Regions from separate parts of the Zea mays genome. Here region 2 is linked to region 1. Evidence: chromatin contacts called from public Hi-C data. All regions are on one chromosome and are shown on one strand. The core of a region is the stretch at or near the end of the contact, and the rest is flanking DNA. Distances in the headings are between cores, read along the strand shown.

Region 1 (5,833 bases), core at 1,233-3,732:
TGAATAACAACAGTATACAAATATATTCCGCATATAACCATATTAGCTTAAGCTTCATTGATCGTGCCTAAATTATGATTATTTGAATGGATTTCAATTCCAAGGATCCAAACGGGCCCTTAGTGGTAGTTGAATGCAGCTAAAAGCATATAGATATGCACACATAATAGCTAACTACTGCAGGAAGCAGAAAATGTGTGGAGAAAAGAAACTGAAACACAATTCTCTAAATAAAAAGGGAGAAATGATACATCTACTAGAGAACAAAGATTCTTTCTTGCCTCTGGTTCTACACAGATGATGCAGATTCTAATAGTTTTCTAAACAGTGATGTGCAAGAGAAACTGTACGAAAGTAAATTTTCAGAGAAGCACTTTAAAAGGTGAATTGAAAGTACCAGCACAAAAGAAGTGAGAACAAAATTAGTACCTCCAGTGCATTGGGAAACAGTGTCATGCCACCAATTATGCTGAGGCCGGTGAGATACCCATTGTACCCAGGTATATCCTCCAGAATGGTAGTTGTGCCATAATCCATGAGCATGAGGTGTATCACAGTTACCACCAGTGCAAGAACATATCTCCCTTCCATGAGAAGCTGCCCTGTGGCAAATATCGAGGACAGCCAAAATGGAAGTATTGGCACAAGTGCACTTATGAATCCAAGCACAGTTGATGTGTACACAAAATGCACTTTGAAGAACTTGAACAATAGCCATGTCAGCCCCCCCTGGAATATGGCAATCTTGGCAGTGGCCAACAATACACTACTGATGGCATGATCCATGACCTCAACACAGCGGTCCTTTACTTGTTTTGACACTGGCAAAAGATCAATGATTTGCTCTGTAGCTCCACCTCCCTCCACAGTAATAAGGTAATACAGCACCCACAAGAACACCATCAGTTGTGACAGGAAATTAACAACCTCAGCCGCACCTGAGACAATGCGGAGGGTGATTGACAACATCAAATTGGCACTACCGCCCAGCACCGATGTGCTGCTGGACAGAAGCCTCTTTGCGATTTCTGTTCCCTGCAAAGCAAGCTCTTTGGCCTTGATGACCAAATCCTCTCTTGTGATTAACAGCTCCCTAAAGAATGAGTCAAGCTCCCAGTAAATCTCCACCCATTCTCTGTTTCTCACACGTGTCGCAATTGATTGCAACTTCATTGAGTATGGGTGCGGTCTGGAACTGATGAGCGCCTTGCTTTTGGGGTCAACTGATTGGCTGATCAAGAAATGCCGGAAGCCACTAGTGAAATCTGTAAGGTTGTACTGCACAGCCAATTGGTCGACCTGCTCCCACAAGGTGTCATAGATCTTGGCAGAATACTGATCGACCAAGCCAGGAATGTCATTGTCGTCCATCCACTTCTTCAAGCCAATCTTCTCTGAGTAGTTGCTCTTCTCGACATGGGACTTGAGGGACATGACGGCGTCCTTGCCCTCTAGCCCAATCTTGTAGGAGAAGAAGATGCTGCCAGTTATGAACCCAGCGATCATACCAAGCATGAGACCAAGAGCGACTAGTGTCTTAAGGTGGCGGAGGATGCCTCCAGTTAATAGGAGGCCGCGAGAGGAGGGAGGCCGACCGGAGATGCGTGAGGAGGCAGCGCGTTTGAGCTTGGGGGACGCGGCGAAGAATGCGAGCGCGAAAACGAGGAGCAGCAGCGCGGTGGCGGCGCCGAGGCGCTCGAAGAGGATGAGGAAGAAAAAGAAGGAGACGAGCCAGCGGAGGAGGCGCGGGAACGCCGGCGATGACGGGAGCGGGCGGCGCAGGAGCGCGGCGCGCGCGTCGGCGAGCGTTGCGGTCGAGGACCGGAGCACAGCGAGTGGCAGCGCGAGCAGTGCGGCGCTGAGTCCGCCACGGAGCGGGGGCTCCCAGAAGGCGACGAGCGCGCGCTGCGTCTCGCGGAGCGGGACGGAGCAGAGCAACGCCCACTGCAGCGGGCGGAGGAAGTCGGCGAGCAGCAGGTAAAGGCCGTAGAGCACGAGCAGCGCGGTGGCGAGGCCCGCGTGCGCCATGGCGATGTAGAGCGCCAGGCGCGCGTCGGGCTCCAGCGACAGCCCTGCGATGTCGGCTCCTGCCCCAGCTCCAGTCCCTACCGACGACGGCTTGGCCTTCATCTCCTTGGCACCCGCCGTCTTCAGCGCGGGCTTCTTGGGCGGCGCATCGTCGGACTCCTGCTTGGGCCGGCGGCGCGAGGCGGAGCGGAACATTTCGGACCACGGGAGCCCAAGGGCGGCCTCGTCCTTGCAAGCGCCCGCGCCGCCGCTGGGCACGAGCGCCATATGCTCGACAAAATGCCGCTACGGCTGCGGCTGCGGCTGCGGCTGCGGCAGCGGCGGGAGCGGGAGCGGAAGCGTCGGCGGGGGCTGCCCTGCGCCTCTCGGCTCTCCCCTCGCCGGCGATCTTAAGAGAGGGAGAGGGAGGGGTGGTCGATTTGGGGGGGTGATTAGTGTGGGTGGCACAGCCATGTTGCGATTTAACGCGGGGTAGATTTGGGCTGGGGTGATTAACCGGTGCTGATTGGGAGCAGGCTCTGACGCTGACATGTGGGCCAACTTATGACGAAGGTGACACGTCGTGGTTCTGTGGGCGTGTGGCCAGGTAAGCGATGTTGGACAATTCTGCTATAGCAGAATGGCATGGCCAAGTTGGGGCGAAAAAGATTAATGTTTTCCCTTCTAAATTGTATAAGCTAGATTATGATACAATAGTATAAGTAGTATTTTATCACCCTACTCTTACACTGTAATACAACTTATATAATATAGGAGATAAATAAACACACTCTAAAATGTGGCGCGCAATCTCCCCCCACTTCCATTTCTTCTTTACTTAACGCCTCCTTTGAAATGCACGATTAGTAAAATGTCACACCCGGATTTAATCGCAAATTCAGACGCAAATCAAATGTGTGATAGGATCAAGTCTCACACATATGATGACTCATGGTACAAAAATGAATGTCATATCTTTACTTTTATAATAGGGGTTCTGTAAAATATAGCTAAATAATTACATCATATGAAGACAACGATACTCTAGAACTATAGTTGACTGAGAGACGACAGCATAGATCTCTCACGAACTCATCGCGGCATCCTTCAAGCTCCTTACCTTGCGGTATCTGTCCTTGACCTGGGGGTGTGAGTACAGCAAGGGTGAGATCACATACGTTCATCACTCAACAAGTTGTGGGGTAATGTGCATGAGCTCACTTACGATGAAGCTCATGTGAAGTATAAGGCTTATCAAAAAAGATGGTTAAAACTGAACATTGCTTTTAAGTTGGTCAAAGTTCTATTAAGAGTTACGAAGTATAAGTAGATGTCATCCCAATTAAATAACATATCGTAATTAATAATAACCCACAATGCAATGCAAATGACAAATTAAGTTTAATTTTGTAAGTTAATCATGTGAGTGTCGGAGTTGCTCATGACCGTGAGCACGACTGATATACCAGTTTTACACTCTACAGAGGGTGCGCCCTTTACCCACAAGTCGTGTATCATGTCTAGCCAGGGTTTGAAAGGCCCTTAGACACTTCTGAGGTGAATGACAAGGGATCCACTACGAGGCATTTACAAAGTTCCACTAGCTTCAGAAAACCTGCTACGATTTTGTGAGAAGAGCGATATAGGAATCCCTCGTCCGAAAAGCCATCGCAGCATGATCGACCCGAGAACTTCCGTATACCAGCAACTCCTCTATTGCCCTTGCCCTTTTCAGGTAAGGTAGTCCTCCACTAGCTTTTCTAATTAGTCAGTCAAGGGCGTCCCATTCCGCCCTTGTGGTAGCACTGTTATCTCAAGTTAAGCTCTATATTCCAATTAACACAATAGTCTTATCATGAACAACATGATCCTAATTCAGATATAATATTAATCCTAAACCAGATAGAGCAATAACAAGTATACCCAATAGTTCATTTGTTTGCAAGGTGTGGGGTAAACAAAACTAAGGTAACCTATTAGGTCCCATCAACCTGAGCATGTCACAATGATTAACAGGAACATTATTAGGTAAAGAAGAGTGATCAAGGGCACAACTTGCCTGTGAATTGAGATTCTAGGTACTTCAACAAGTTGGTCTTCGGGTTTCTCGTGACCTCGCTGCTACTCATAGCAATACATGCGAATAGACAAGGAGTACATTAAAATAAAATTACACCAAACATGAGAACAAACTGTGTAGAAATATTCTACGCGTCGCTACGAGATCGTAGGTTTGAGAATCACTTTGAACAGGGTTATGATTAAAGAGATATGACTTTCAGAAGATTCAGGGGATTGAATATTGAAAAATATGTTCTATATTGATTATAAATCAAGTGAGAAAGACATTCTAAATAAAGAATTAATTCAAATGTAATCTAGGATATAACTTAATTAGAGGTCATAATTTTTTACTTTAATTAGAAAAGTTAATCCAGTGAACATAGGGTAAACAATTTAATTATTCATTTTTTAAAACATGTTACATTATAAAAATAACGTTACTAATGTGTAGACAATTTTATTACGAGGCTAACACAACTTGAATGGAGTAATTTGGAGTTATATCGGAGAAGTTATTGATTTTCAATGTTTTATGAATTACCTTTATACTAAAATCAATTTAAGATCGAATTTATACAAATCAGCAAATTCTTTGAAATGTGAGTTCTATTTGTGAAAAGCTAAGGGTCAATTTTGTAAGAATTTGGACCTAATCGTATTGATCATAATACGGGAGTGGATGGCGGATTGATTTTGACGTTCCCCAGGGTCTCTTAAAGAAAAACGCCAAGGCTCGTCAGCGCGACTTAACCGGAGCCCTCCATTCACAGACCTACTGCTTAGATCAAGGCACGAAGCGGTACGTGATGGTTCTAATCTCAGCCATTGGCTAGAGATCTAACAACTAGGATTTTATTAAGCGTGATGCGATCTTATTCATCCAAATACGATCCAACGGCCATAGATCAAACCCCACGAAGGGGTATGCGTCTTCTAATCCTAGCCGCCCATAGCCAATTGGACGGCCAGGTGGCCTCCTCCTTCCTATCGACCACACTGGGTGGTGCACGCCATCTGAGTCTGAGGAGCATATTTTGTCTAGCGAACTATTGCTACATATTGCGATGGTGAAGGAGAACGACATCCGATCCATTTGCCCCCATTCCTTACCGAGACAGGGCGGTGCTGCCACACCACGCGGCAAAGCATATGCCGTCGCACGTCGGACTGGCGCCCTGGTGCCCAGACTCCCACGAAAACTAGTGCTAAACAATGTAGGATAAATGGTGAACGAGAGAAAGGAGTTCTCACCAATTATAGGTGCCCCGAGGTACGTCGACCACGGAGGTCTGTGTCGCGGTGGCGCGAAAGAACTCCGGTGAGCAATTTTGTATCCAATGGTCCTGATACACGCCTCGAGATGCCTCGAACGATTTTCGTGTACCCTGGTGATGTCTCCTGGGCGGTTTCCAATGGCCAAGCGCTGATGTAGGTGTACCCTGGTGTGGTGCCCGCCATGACTCTCAATCCTGGCGAGGAATCCCACGATCTTCGGTTATCCTCTGTGACGGAACCTCCCAAAATATTAGGCCCACCTACAGCTATCTTTGTCCTAAGGACCTTAGACAATCATGCAGATGCACGCAGTAGCTTGACAGGACTTACGTCTTCTTCAACATCTCACAAACATTACACACCATCAGAGTAAAAGTAGAAAGAGTTACAATAACTTAATATACATTACATGTGACAATGTAGAAAGAGTGATTATTACAATATAAGGGTCTGAGTGCTTCTACTTATAACATCATGGGAAGGTAGA
Region 2 (5,833 bases), core at 1,547-4,046, 250 kb before region 1:
AGCTTCGAAGAAGCCAAGATAACTTGTTGCAAGCAGCGATAACTAGTGCAACCTTACAAATAAAATTAGAAACCAACCACCGTCTTTAACCGGCAACCTGAATCGAGGATTCACCCAACCACACTCTCAAAGAACCAACCAATGGAACCTACAATCAATCGAGGAGACATCGAAGGGAGTAGGAGCACCACTTGGGAGCGGATGAAGCCACCGCTTCTGCAATCCCGCGAAGGAATTCACAAGAGCAAAGGGGTAGAGATCACTCTCAATATTTGTTAGCACACAACGGAACAAAGGGTTCTGTTTTTAGATTATCCAAAGCTGCTTTACATCATAGACATAGGGGGTATTTATACTAGCAACAGCCAACCTTAGAGAGGTATAAACACGAAAAGAAAGTATTTTAGCGTGCTAATGTAAAGGGTCCTCTTCGGGAGATCTCGAGAGCTAAATTCCGTGTGGCTGTTTGACTTCTGCGCAACCTTCAGTATTTTGATAATAACTTCTCTAGGGAATCTCCAAATGACGTGGGGCCAGATGCGTTGGAAAGCTGACTTGATAATCTTTCTCACCATGTATAGCATGCTTAATGAAACTTCGTAGAATGATGTAGTTTAATACGGAAACTTGGTCATCAAACAGATTGTTGACCTTCTGACCAGTCAGCACTAAAGTAGGTCGTCCACGCTTTCGGGTAGATTTGATTAAGTCATCCTTAGAAGCTTTAGAAACTAGACTTCAAGAGCTTTCCATAAAGTACTTATGAGCCTTCATAGCTTTTGGGAATCAAAAGATATGACTGTTTCTTCTGGACGGTTCTATTGCGCTCGACTGATTCGAACATAGATCTTCTTTCTGATTCGCCCTTGATATGTTTTGTCGTTCCTCTTTGGTGAACCTAAGCAATATCAACATACACGACTTAAGTAGCATAAAGTTCTCATTAATGTTTAATTGAAATTTATAAAGTAGCGCGTGCACCTCTTACTGTAGTTTCTTAGCTCGGCTACGTGTAATTGGTCCATCAAAGACTTGAGCTGGTGATGATGTTGGTTGTACTTAAGTTGATGTAGTATGACTTGAGGGTTGTAACATGTTGATTAATGGCGTGGTCGTATTAGATGACCTTCTCCCTTTAATTTACCTCTAGATTTGAGATAAATTGAGAGGACGAAGGGCCCATAGTTTTAATTATATTTACTTGTTTTGACATTTCTTAGGAATTAAAGCAAGTGACCAGCATATGCTAAACAATAGGTTCGATTGAAAACACTCATTATAAGCGGCTACTGCAATACACTAGTGAATCTATAATGCTCGTTGTATCTTCTCAGGGGATGTTTGAATGCACTAAAGCTAATAGTTAGTGACTAAAATTAGTTGAAACATCCAAACACCCTAGCTAATATTTCAGCTATTAGCTATTTTTGTAAATTAGTTAATAGTTAGGTAGTTATTTGTTAGCTAGCTAATTATACTAACAATTTTTAGCTAACTAAGTATTAGTTCTAGTGCATTCAAACACCCCTCAGTTTCGTCGTCTCGTGGAAGTCATATGATTCTATATTATCACATATGTATACATGCATTATTTCTATCTTAGCTAATTTTGACGTTTCAACTTCAAGAAATGAGAGCAATTCAATACTTTGCTTCATGTGGATGATCTTTTCAATTTTATATCGGTCAATAATATTAAAATCCTCTCTTAACTCGAATTTCTAAGGACAGATGTTTCTTCTTCCAAGAGGCTTGAAGCTATTTTTTGTCTATTAAAAACACGAAAAATACAATTTGCTTCTCACTCGTATAAAAAAACATGAAAGCAAGAGACCATTTTTTTAAAGAAGACCACACAAAAAAATTGTTCCTTAATAAATTTTGAAGTGTCTTTTTCTTTAGGATAAATAACTATTCAAAGTCATACAACAACCTAACCATGCAGGGACGAAGCCTAGCCAACCTAACCATACAGAGACCGACTCAGAACTTTATTTAGAAGGAACTAAACTAAACCTCTATACTTCCTCTTCTACATTATACTTCCTTAGTTCTTTTTATTTGTTATGTTTTAGTTTAAAAATGAACTAGTGAATGATAAATATTCGAAAACGTAGACAGTAATGTATACTCTTCTAAATTTTAGAGAAACTCCAGTAGAACTTTATGGTCTCAGGAACAGTAAGACGGTAGGAGGCTCGACTGCCGCCCGCCTCACCGCTGTCTCACTCCCTGTAACCATAGTATACTAGTCTACATGCATCCAGCCGGAGTCAGGGAAAAAAGCCAGCCGTTGGCGCGCTAATCAGGCCAGGCCAAAATGGCCAAATGAGCAAGCAGGCCACTGTCCGTCGGTGACGTGCGGGCCCATGAGCCAGAGAAGCAACCCACCTGTACCAGTACGGCAGTACTAGTACCGCGGACAAGTCGAAAAACCCTGCGCACCGCTCACTGCTTCACCTTTTGCGCAACAGTTCCCACCGGATCGAGCCCAAGAACAAATCACTGACTCGTTGGGTCCACCTTTGCTGGGACCATCAGCTAGTGACGGTGGCGTGCCACGGACCATGTGCCCGAGGCCGCGCATGTCAAAACGAGATGGCCGGGGGTGGGGGGCGCTGCAAACGTGGCGCGGGCCCGGGCTCCCTCGCACCCCCTTATCCTCTGTGGCAGAGGGAAATGACGCTCTTACCCTCGAAAAAGCGCACAAAAGCGCACCGGCGTGGGCCCCGCCACCTCATCCTCAGCAAATTTTTCCTCTACGCTACCAGTCTACCGCTAGCCTGCCTGCCCTCAGACTTCCTCTTTCTTCCCCTTCTCAGCCTTTCCCTCTCTTCTCTGCTCTTTGCATCTCTCTCTTGTTCCTCCCTTCCTCTCTCTAAAAAAGGGTTCTGATCCCTTTCTAGAAGCTCCTGGGTTTCTGTTGCCGACCCGAGCTCCCCAGGGGCGCTCAGGAGGCGCCGAGCCGGCGACCGCTCCGGCGGATCTGAGGAGCCGCCGCGGTCGCTTTGCCTCCGGTGAGTTATTCTTCCTCTCCCTTGGCGCGGGATTTTTTATGTGGGGTCGACCTCTTCCCTCGGATTCGCTGGCTCCAATCCCAACGTCTGATTCAGCAAATACGTATCATTTTGTTACCGGCCGCTTTATCGTTCCCCTTTCCTCTTTCCGGTGATCCCGATGCAGCTGCGATTTTATGTCTGTTTGTGTTTCAGACTGGGTTGATGCTGATTTATGGTGTTAGAAATGGCTGTTTGTATTTTTTTCTTCGTTATATTTTGTTTTGCTTTGTTGTATACTTGTATTTGTTTTCAGTTTAATATATGGGAGACATGAATCCTGTAAGAAAACTGCTTGTTTTTTTCCCTTGGCCTAAACGACCATCGTATTTGCCGCCTCACGCAGTCACGCTCTAACTCATACTGGTTTTTCAGTGCTCAAATTACATACAAAATTCCATTTAAAAAATAAAAATTGTTTCTCATATGAATAATCAAAACATGTTCTTTTAACTATATCCAGTCTTAGGTGCAAAGATGTGAATCTAATGCTTTAAGAAATGTTTATACTTATAATCCTTTTGTTATTGATAAGGGCAATCTTTTTGTTATGCATCCGTATGAGCACACTTACTGGAAATATTTGCATTTTTCCTTCCAAATATAGTTTTTTCAAAAAAAGTCAACTTCACTTCTTGCTTTGCACACATAAGATTTCCTTAGTCTGAAAACTTCTAAACAACTCATGAATTTATTTTGCTGGTGAAAAGGTTACCCTCTGTTAGCTTAAATAAAATTATCACCGAGCTCTGTTTGTTGGCTCATTTCATTGGTCCAATCATTCATGTTTCATATGTTTCCTCCCTACCATAGTATTGCGCTGTGTTGGTTGCTTGGAGAAGTTGGATATTATATAATAGGATTTACTAAGAAATCACTGTCAGGGATGACTAAGAATTGTGTCTTACGTCTTATGCTGGCTGGCTTCCATTTTTTTACACATTATCTCTTCTAGGATTCGTAGTACCTAGTGACCTCGTGGGACATATACTCGCATTCTTGCAAGCACTTAGTGGGGGCTTTGAATTATAATATGCACGGAGAACAGAAGATTTCAAGACTTGTTGCCTGCACTTTTGTAGTGGGTTTCGCAGTTCTTTATGCCCTGGTCGGCAAATTGAGGCTGAGTCCACTGATTTATGAGTCAATTGATACCTAGAACTGTCTCATTGCAGATGGCGGCTACATGTCCTAATTAGGAAGCAAATCTTTATTATCCTTGATATTTATATTGCTTGTAGCTGATGTAAGATGTTGATGGGTGGAACATGTTTGATTGTTTCTCTTGGATTAAGTTGAAAAAAAAAACAACCTGTTGTTTGGGTGGATGCCATGGTCAGAGTAACTGCCAGTAACAAATTTCTGTCATCACGTCAGTGTCATTCTATCATGTGCATTTCTCTAACACGATGTATGGGTACTAGACTACTAGTTCATAAAATAATAGTTGCGATAATTACTGATAAAATATTATTCATATGCATGTTGTAAAAGAGCCAGAATGATTACTGATGTAGTAGTAATTCTTTTTAATAGTTGCGATACTGCACAGGTTCCTTGTAAACTATTGATTGGGAAACACTCTGAAGAAGAGTTTGTTGGCTGCATAACATCTCCTGAAGCTGGTTTGAAGTTTGCTGATAGGAAAGATCATGGGCGCTCTCTGTGATTTCTGTGGGGAGCATAGGTCTATGGTTTACTGCCGATCAGATGCAGCATCCTTGTGTTTATCATGTGACCGTAATGTGCATTCAGCTAATGCTCTTTCTCGGCGTCATACAAGGACACTTTTATGTGACCGGTGTGCTTCACAGCCTGCTATGGTCCGCTGTCTAGCAGAAAATGCCTCGCTTTGCCAAAATTGTGATTGGAATGGCCACATTGCAGGATCCTCATCTGCCGGACACAAAAGGCAGACTATAAATTGCTATTCAGGATGTCCATCGTCTGCAGAACTTTCTAGAATATGGTCCTTCGTTTCAGATATTCCTAATGTAGCACCTGAGCCAAACTGTGAGCAAGGAATAAGCATGATGAGCATCAGCGACAGTGGTGTCAGTAATCAAGATAATGCTGCAGGGGACAGTATTTTGTTAGATATAGCTAGTGCAACACTTGTAAGTGATATTGGTACTTGTGACAAGCTTTTGGTAGGTTCCTCTTCAGGAGCTGGAGTGAACCTACTTCCACTGGCTACTGGTCAAACAGAAACAGCTGGATCTGTGGATTCCACACCAGATAAGGTGCTTTAAGGCTATTCACTTATCCCTGGTACCTCATACATAGAATTAGTTATTCACCTCTGCTGCTGCATATTCTACCTCCATGTGCAATATATGTAAGATGGACAATGACTTTGCTACCGACAGTTGATGGTTATCATTTGTCATGTCACATAATTGTTTTCCTTTTATGGTCTTTTGTCTGCTTTGTATTTCATTTGGTTTACTTGATGAACAATAAGATAAAACAATGAATTATGAACAAAAGAATTTCTAATAAGTTTATAAATAAATCTACTGTGCCATGCATGAAAATACTGATGTTGCTAAGATCGTATAAATAATTGCATATCCCTGTCTATCTAAAATGGAAAACTGGGAATAATATCTACATTTTTTTATTTTCACTATGTGGCAGCCACATATGAATCTTGTTCAGATGCTATTTATGTTACCTAGCCACCACCTTAGTAAGCCCTAGGATGGACAATCTGTATATTAACAATTCCCTTCTTGCCTTCTTTTGGTGTGATAATTCACAGATGCAGTACGATG

The links. A called contact is a pair of places that touch in the nucleus more often than the background predicts.
Region 2: a contact with region 1 is called in a Hi-C map of bundle sheath, with 2.8 times the contacts expected there. The contact joins the promoter of LOC100282916 here to the promoter of LOC100191511 in region 1. A contact is called at or near these places in 2 of 25 Hi-C or Micro-C datasets (bundle sheath and tassel).

The regions. Positions count from the first base shown.
Region 1 is chr9:41,740,746-41,746,578 of Zm-B73-REFERENCE-NAM-5.0, reverse strand. LOC100191511 reads right to left here and starts at 2,482. Exons shown (of 2, transcript NM_001136943.1): 1 at 430-2,482. The coding sequence starts at 2,295.
Region 2 is chr9:41,990,688-41,996,520 of Zm-B73-REFERENCE-NAM-5.0, reverse strand. It overlaps LOC100282916 (Zinc finger protein CONSTANS-LIKE 9), which reads left to right and starts at 2,796. Exons shown (of 5, transcript NM_001155822.1): 1 at 2,796-3,017; 2 at 4,609-5,299. The coding sequence starts at 4,709.